3 separate regions of the Sus scrofa genome follow, and all the other regions are linked to region 3. Evidence: chromatin contacts called from public HiChIP or PLAC-seq data. All regions are on one chromosome and are shown on one strand. The core of a region is the stretch at or near the end of the contact, and the rest is flanking DNA. Distances in the headings are between cores, read along the strand shown. Region 1 overlaps LOC106504619 (a long non-coding RNA gene). Region 2 has its middle 91 kb from the start of MIR9840. Region 3 overlaps LOC100510918 (a long non-coding RNA gene).

The links. HiChIP or PLAC-seq counts read pairs in DNA pulled down with a chosen protein or histone mark.
Region 1: a contact with region 3 is called in an H3K27ac HiChIP or PLAC-seq map of alveolar macrophages. The contact joins two enhancer-like sites. A contact is called at or near these places in 3 of 47 Hi-C or Micro-C datasets (embryonic fibroblasts, epiblast stem cells and fibroblasts) and 1 of 2 datasets of contacts at active chromatin or transcription factors (alveolar macrophages).
Region 2: an H3K27ac HiChIP or PLAC-seq map of alveolar macrophages shows a contact between it and region 3. The contact joins two enhancer-like sites. A contact is called at or near these places in 2 of 47 Hi-C or Micro-C datasets (embryonic fibroblasts and fibroblasts) and 1 of 2 datasets of contacts at active chromatin or transcription factors (alveolar macrophages).

The regions. Positions count from the first base shown.
Region 1 is chr8:29,619,825-29,622,535 of Sscrofa11.1, reverse strand. It overlaps LOC106504619 (a long non-coding RNA gene), which reads left to right. Exons shown (of 3, transcript XR_001298249.2): 1 at 1-1,344. Among named protein-coding and RNA genes, the nearest start is that of MIR9840, 72 kb to the right of the region's middle. Within about 2 kb of position 1,450, at least 18 of the 83 cell types and tissues checked have an H3K27ac peak or open chromatin away from gene starts, as enhancers often do. A contact at or near this core is called in alveolar macrophages, where this site is marked.
Region 2 is chr8:29,638,435-29,641,134 of Sscrofa11.1, reverse strand. No RefSeq gene overlaps it. Among named protein-coding and RNA genes, the nearest start is that of MIR9840, 91 kb to the right of the region's middle. Within about 2 kb of position 1,289, at least 41 of the 83 cell types and tissues checked have an H3K27ac peak or open chromatin away from gene starts, as enhancers often do. A contact at or near this core is called in alveolar macrophages, where this site is marked.
Region 3 is chr8:29,844,825-29,847,524 of Sscrofa11.1, reverse strand. All of the region lies in intron 2 of LOC100510918 (a long non-coding RNA gene), which reads left to right. Among named protein-coding and RNA genes, the nearest start is that of KLF3, 180 kb to the left of the region's middle. Within about 2 kb of position 1,349, at least 2 of the 83 cell types and tissues checked have an H3K27ac peak or open chromatin away from gene starts, as enhancers often do. A contact at or near this core is called in alveolar macrophages, where this site is marked.

The sequences.
Region 1 (2,711 bases), core at 201-2,700, 230 kb after region 3:
CGGTTGATACATATTTATTTACTGACTTCCTTGTCCCCCTAAGCCCCATCAGAGCAGGGAATTTGAGATTTTTTGTTATTTTTTCCACTGTTGAATTCTCCATGCCTACAATGGTGCTTACCACATAATAGTTGCTCATTAAAATATATTGCAGGAGTTCCTATTGTGGGTCAGCGGAAACACACCTGACTAGTATCCATGAGGACGCAGGTTTGACCCCCTGGCCCTGCTCTGTGGGTGACCGTGGTCTGTGGTGTGGCTCGCAGATTCACCTTGGATCTGGCATTGCTGTGGCTGTGGTGTAGACCAGCAGCTGTAGCTCCAATTCGACTCCTAGCCTGGGAACTTCCAAATGCTGCAGGTGCAGCCCTAAAAACAACCACAAAACAACAACAAAATGTATTGAATGAATAAATAAATGGTCTAACTTTCTTCCACTGAGGAAGAACAGAGTGAAAACTAGAGAACATCTAGGGATTGCAGAACACCACAACCCAGCTGACTTGAAGAAAAAGAGCCTTCAAAGGCAAATAACCAAGAAAGTGTGGTGTCAGGAAAACAAAGGGAAATGAGATTTCTGAAAAGCAGGGAATGGTCAGCAGTGTTGATTAATGCTGAGAAATCAAGTACAAAGAGAACGGAAGTGTCCGCTGGGTTGAGCCGCATGAAGGCCATTGGCCACTTGAGTGAGAGTCACGTGGGGGCATCGCATGGCCAGAAGCCAGAGGCCAGGCTGCTCTGAAGGGTGGCTGAGCCCAGAGCTGGGACCGTCCAACAATGTTTAAACATGTTGTCTTACAAAGAAGAAGGTACAGAGACTGGGAAGTTGCTGGAGAGGGTGTTTATGTGGGAAAGACCTACTGCCGTCTAAAAGACTACGGAAGGAACCAGGGTGAGAAGAGAGAAGAGGCGAGGTCCCCAGCGGGAAAAGCGGGGACCCGGAGCATTGGGGTCCTTGGGCTCGCTGAGCAAGGCGTGCACGTCCCCACCTCAGGCAGCAGGTGAACAGAGCCTCCAGGAAGACAAGACCCTCAGAGCCCTTGTGCCTCACCTGCCAGCCTCAACCAGGACCAGGTCTCCCAACACCCAATCCAGGGTTCTTTTCACACTGGGTGGTTTTTCTTTCTTGCTCACATTAGAGGGTTCAAGGGCGGGGAGTGGGGACAGGAATAGAAACTAAAGCTGATGAGTAGGAAACGCCGACTGAGAGCATTTCAGACTGTTGGAGAGAGTCTTCTTCCAATGAAGATGCTCCCGTTGCTGTGTTGTGTGCCCGTGAACACAGTGGCCCTCCGGCAGCCCCCACTCACCCCTTCCTGGATGGTGGAGGCGCTGCCCTGATGGGTGAGTCTCTGGGGAGACTGGGCATGCCCGGCCTGGCCCCTCGTGCCTCCTCTTCCTCTTCCTCTCTTCCAAACAGCAGAGGAGAAATGCCCTATATGGCTCTCGACCCAACAGGAAGCAGAGCAGTAAAGCTTCACTCCACCCCTGCCCTGTGCAGAGGACAGCGGTAGCCAGAAGGGCAGCCCTGCCAATATTTGGCCCCAGATCCGCAGTCCATTTGCCCACAGATCTAGTCTGCTTTTTCTGCTGTCAGCTTTAACAGGCAGAAAGATGAGATTTGGGGCTCCATCTGCCTTCTCCTCTGTCTTTTTTCTCCCCCCAATGGGTTCAGCAAAGATGGGGAAGAAAAGCACTCACGACGCCAACAGAAATTATACCCTTAAAGGTGGCGTATGCAACTGGAGTCTCAAAATCATTCTTCTCTTGGTATAAAGACCAAAAAAGCATAAAACACAGCAGGAATGTTTTCTGATACCATGTAGACAAAGCAAGAGCCCTCTTCAGAGGCGAGCCCTCAGAGGGTGGGACAGAGCGCCTGGGTCTCTCATGCACGTGGAAAACCCTCAGGGCTTGCTTTCCTAAGTCAGTTGGATCCAAGTGCGAAATCGTGGTTGGTAGTTTTTTCACCTCTTTCCAGGATTCCAGTGTTTTCTGTCTGGAAACAGCCACTGCCACATCCACAAGTTCAAGCTTGAGAAAGTGACCCAGAATCATTGCATGTCAAGAGGCCACACCACCGTAACTGCGCTGCGAGGGCCAGAGAAAAACCTGCCAATGAACATTCTTGGTGGATGAGAAAAACGCATCAGCCCTTGTAAAACGAGGTGTTGGCACCATATTTAGCCAGGGATCCAGCCTTCTCTCCAGCATTTTCGGTGCCAAATAGTCGATCCTAATAATCGTTTCAGAAACAGTCACTATCACCTTCTCCAATTACTCCAGTCTCCGTATTTCAAACTGAAGAATACTGGCCTTAATTGTAGAATTTCTCTCCGCTGCTCCCAAACGGCCATTTGGAAATTCACCAAATACTTTTCAGGCCTATCTGGGAAGACAAGCATGATCAGCAACATCTCCTCCTGCGATTTGGTTTGCAAGGCATCTTAAGAAACAAAGGGGCTGGGGAGTATTCAGAGACCTTATATATAGCACATCGGAATCCCTAGAAGATCAGGGGCTCTCCTTGTGGCTCAGCGTGTTAAGAACCTGACCAAGAGGAGTTCCCACTGTGGCTCATTGGTAATGAACACAACTAGTATCCATGAGGATGCAGGTTCGATTCCTGGCCTCGCTCAGTGGGTTGAAGGATCTGGAGTTGCTGTGAGCTGTGGTGTAGGCTACAGCTCAGATTCTACCCCTAGCCTGGG
Region 2 (2,700 bases), core at 40-2,539, 210 kb after region 3:
TTCCCATCCCCAGGAGTTCCCTTCTTGGCTCAGCAGTAACAAACTCCACTAGAATCCATGAGGACGTGGGTTTGATCGCTGGTCTCGCTCAGCGAGTTAAGGATCGGGCATTGCCGTGAGCTGTGGTGTAGGCTGCAGACATGGCTTGGATCTGGAGTGGCTGTGGATGTGGCGTAGGCCAGTGGCTGCAGCTCCGATTAGACCCCTAGGCTGGGAAGCTCCATATGCCGCAGGTTCAGCCTAAAAAGCAAAAAACAAACAAAAACACCAGTCTCTCCTCCTCTGAGCAGCTCAACCAAGGAAATGAGCCTCCTTCACACACCAGCAGGACTAGGAATGCACGGAGGGAGGGGCCAGGCAGGATCACTCTCTGTGCTAAGAGAATTCTAAACTGAGTCTTGTCAGGAAATGCAACCTGGTGTTAAGCCGTGTAATTCTACCCAAGGAGCCTCACTTCCTATTTCTTTTTAATTGTTTCCTCTCTCTGTCCATGGGAGCAATTTAAGTCCCTCTGATGCCCCCACTAACAGTCTATTGGATGACAATAGACCAGAAAAGGGAAGATATTCCAGAAATAGGAAACCACCATGAAAAACGCCTGCTGAGAATTTCATTAAGCCTCGGGTAGCTGGACCACTCCCGGTCATTGAATCATTTGGAATGTAAGGGGATCTGAAATAGCAGTGGGATATATTTCTGGTGGTCTTCCAGCTGCGCCGGACAGGGGGTGTGGTTGGTCATCCATCCAGCAAGCATGTCTTGAGTGCCTGCACCACACTAGGCATTGACCATTGACCATAGCTAAGAGCTCATGGGTGGTGGACCAGGACAGGCCAAAGCCAGAGCTAGCGCTTGCTCAGGATATATTATCTCATGTAATCCTCCCAAACATCTATAAGCATCTTTCTGTTATGACTCCCCATTTATGATCAAGATAATGAAGGCACAGAAAGGTTAAGTAGTTTTCCCGAGATCACAGAGCTGAATCATGGACCACCCAGGATGGAGCCCAGTTCACTCCATGTCTCCTGAGAAAGATACCCAAGGAAGACGGTATGACCCACCCTGAACAGCTTTTCCAGGCTTTGCCCTCAGAAAGTCCCTTAGAGCGAATTCAAATGTCTCCTGCTCCCCTTCCAGTCTATTTCCTCCTGCTCAGCTCCAAGGGGGAGCTGGAAAAGAATGGGGCGGGGCAGCTTCTGAGAAGCTGAGGGACGGAGTGGGGCGGTCCTGAGCTGGCACTGGAGGGAGAGCGGGTTCCTTCTACGGGAACTGCAGCTCCCCTCCCCCCAGCGCCCTGGGAGCCCTGTTTACTTCCTGGTTGAGGCCTCAACTCCTTCCCAGCCTCCACCCTCGGAGCGCCAAGGGTCATTTGCCTGAATTCTGCCTCTGATGCAACACATCTGGCATTTTGTCAAGCTGACACCACTCCCAGAAGAGGACAGACAGGGCTTTTGTGGCCCTTTGGAGAAGAGGCCCTTAGGTAAACAATGGATTCCATGCCTTGAACCCCCACCAACCTGGGGCCTAGGTTCTACTCATCAGAGGTTAAACCATGACCTGAAGCAGCTCTCTAGCTCAACTGAGCGTGCTGGCAACACAAAATGCTGTGTCCTGTAGCACTACCCGTGGGTACCTCGGTCTGGGAAGGGGCTCATGGACATGTGTTTCTAAGAAGTTTCCAGGTGATGCTGATGTTGCTGGTCCAGGGACCCATGCTCTGCCTCCCGGGATTGCTTTGTAGAATTCTTGGCACTACATTCGCCCCAGCAACAGCATTCCTATAAATCACAGCTCCAAACCCAATTCCGGCACAGCATGATGTTTAAAATCCCAGGAGCATGAATATGTGTGTGAGCTAAGAGGCAGAGGGAGCGAGGACATGAGGACAAGGAGCCCTGGCTGAACGGCAATTGGAGAATAAACCTCTTCAGGCTTAGGGGATGGAATTCAGAGAGAGCTGAATGGGCTTTCAGAGAAAGCCCTGTTTACAATCAGGCTTTCCACCTCATTGCTAAGAGGACCAAAGTTGGTCTGGGCAAAGCCAGCCCAGCCCTGCCCAGCCCTGCCCAGCCCTGCCCAGCTCAGCCCAGACCTGCCCGGGCAGGAGCGAGTCCATTTACCTCCCAGCCCCAGCTCAGCGGGTGCATTTGCATTCTCTTCCCCAGAAAGAAGGGGCATTTGTCTGCCTGGCCCTACCAGCTGTTAACAGCCTTCATCCAAGTCCTGGTGGGACCCTAGGATTTCAATATAAATCGCTGAAAAGGAAGGGATCCTGCCCCCTCGCTGGAGATCACCTACCCTGCTGGAAGGCCTGAGGTCAGGAGCTAGAGAATAGAGCAGATGCCTGACACACATGGTCCACTGAGGGATTTGACCTTCTCTTGTCTTATGTGAGGGGACATCACCCATGCAGCTCCCTCTGGATGGAAATCCCTTTCTCCTTGGCCTCTCTGTAAACTCCTAGTCTTCCTTCGAAACTCACATCAGGCCTTTTGTCTTTGGGAAGTGGTTCCTCAGCACCAGGCCTCCGTCGTCCCTGCCCCCTGCACCTTCGCTGCGCTGCGTTGCAGGCTTCCATGCTGTGCACGAGAGGAAGTATGAGCCTCTAAGTGTTCCGAGCATCCTTCGCTCTCCTTACCAGCTAAGCAGGCTCTTCCTACTTGGTTTCTGCCCCTCTCTCTCTCTCTTTCTCTGCAT
Region 3 (2,700 bases), core at 100-2,599:
GTGCTCAAGTGCAAATGTCCTCCCTTTGCCATCCTGCTCTCATGTGGGTGAAAACATCAGTTCACTACAGCTGGAGCTTGGAGCTCCCAACTCCTTATAGAGTGAATTTTCCTGTATGCCACCTGTATTAGTCTGCTAGGGTGGCACAGATTGAATGGCTTAAGCAACAGAAATGCATTTCTGAGTTCTGAAGGCTGGAAGTCCAAGATAAAGAGGTCATCGTGTTTAGTTGCTCCTGAGAACTCTCTCTCCTTGGCTCGTAGGTGGCCTCCTTCTCACTGTGTCCTCACATGGTCTTTCTTCCTGTGTATGTCCCGAGCATCTCTTTGTGTTTTCAAATTTCATCTTTTTATAAAGACAACCGTCAGATTAGATTAAGGTCCATACGAATGGCCTCATTTTAACTTAGTCACCTTTTTAAAGCTCTATCTCTAAATACAGTCACATTCTGAGATATCAGGAATTAGGGCTTCAACATAGGAATTTTGGGAGGGACACAATTCAACCCATAATACCAGTTTAGGCCTCAGATGCCTTAGGACTGCCCTTCATAGATTTACAATTGAGATTTATGCACAGGACTTTTCTGCCTGGCTGTCCCTCCACATTTTCTGATGGTTTGACATGATTTCTTTAGGATTATGCCAAAAGGCCAGTGGAACCGAACAGAAATTAAATTAAAGGCAAGTAGTTCACTCAAGTTCTTTGAAGTTATGTTTGTCCAATGGTTATAGAAAGCCAACCAGAAAAAGTATCAGGTCCAAAGAAATCACTTCATATTCTTAGTCTGTAAAGGGCACCTCCAACCCCTTCTGCTACTACAACACACACACACACACACACACACACACACCTTACTAGAAAAACACTCTGGGAGCACTGAGGCATTTTGAAGCATTTGTCAAACAACATTATATGTATATGCGTATATGTATACAGGTAATGATGTCACAACAGCCACTGCTCTTGATTCCAGGGACTCTCACATTCTTTAATTCAGCTTCTATTTGTTTCCGTTTCTCTGTAGGTGGGTTATTCCTGTTCATGTCATGGATACTATTAATTCTGTCCCTCTGCTTAATGTGCCTTAGGATTTTTTTTTTCTTCCCTCACAACATAAGGAGTCAGGCTCTGGTTGGGTTGGTCAGCATCTAACATGAACACCACTATTGGTAAGAGTTTTCAGTCCAGAATTTCTTCAGAGGCCTCAAGTCTTCCTGATACTGAATCTACTTCTGGTTGCCTATGGCTGAGGCACTGAGACTGGGTCCAGTCTGGGAGGCTTAGGGAAGTAGGGTCTCATGGTACAAACACAGTGACTGACTTAGAAGGAACAGAAGTGACCAATGTCCTAGGAAGAGGATGTGGGAAGGCTGGTACCAGCCCCGGAGGATCCCTCTGGGGTTCTCAGAGGCCTATGGTGAAGACTCATCATGTCAGCAGAGTAGCCACTGTATTGGCAAATCTCACTTCCTTTTGCTGGTAGCCTGCTCCGAAATAGGCACGATCCATGCGAGAGGGACACACGGATTTTCTGATTCCAAGGTGACTTTTAAAAAACTAGAGAAAACATAGACCTCTGCTTTTATGTCACTTGAAATCATTTCATTAAGGTAAAAACCACATTACTTAAGAGGAAAGTGTGTGCAAAAAGGGCAATTGGATATTTTAGAGGGCAAGGAAAATCTATAGAGAAAAGAAATTTAGAGTCTGAGCAGATGTCCCTGCTCCCCACCCCCCCACCCTTTGTGTGTTTGTGCCTTTTGAACAACATTTCAGATAGAGTACAGACTTCTGGAGTTGAACTTTAACGAAGAGTAAAGGGAGCAGGAAATCAATGGGAATCACTCTTAATGATGTGTCCAAGAATAGTCCAAGAATCCATAAGGGACTCATTCCGTATTGGATTTCTGAAAGTCGGCGGAAAGGACTCAAGCTTGTAACCCAGTGATTGATGTCTGCCATCAGCAGCTGGTCCCTTCCTTTCCTCCCTAGGAAGCTTAGACAAATTTTGCCTCATTCAACAAGCTCTCAATCATATTCATGAAGTCAAGCTTTCAAATGGGGCATGATTACAGCTTTAAGAGCTATTCCAGGTAGAAGCGATTCACATGATGTGAGATGTCGGCAGCGGTTTAATTACTTTAGGGTAAAGAGGCGAACCTTAGTGAGAAGCCAGCTTGGGCATTGCTGCCTATTATGTGCAATAATTAATATGATTAAATGTGCTGCTTTAAAAACCCTTTTATTCCCCTCTCTGTACTGATATTTGTGGCTCGTCTTCCAAAACTCTTGTTTGGGCAAAGTTTCCCTGCTCTTATTTTTCTCTGTAGGGTGGAATATATTCCTGAGAACACCGGTATCTTTACATATTAAAACAAATATTTCCTGGAGTTCCTGTTGTGGCACAGCAGGTTAAGGACCCAATTTTGTCTCTGTGAGGATGCAGGTTCGATCCCTGGCCTCACTCAGTGGGTTAAGGATTTGGTGTTGCTACAACCTGCAGTGTAGATCACAGATCCGTTGTTGCCATGGCTGTGACATCAGCTGCAGCTCTGATTCCACCCCTGGCTCAGGAACTTCCATTTGCCACAGGTGCGGCCATAAAAAGAAAAATTAAAAAATTCTGGAAGTCTTTTGCAGAAGTAAAGCAAAGGAAAGACTTACTTTCGTCATCATTTTCTCCTTTCTTTGCTTATT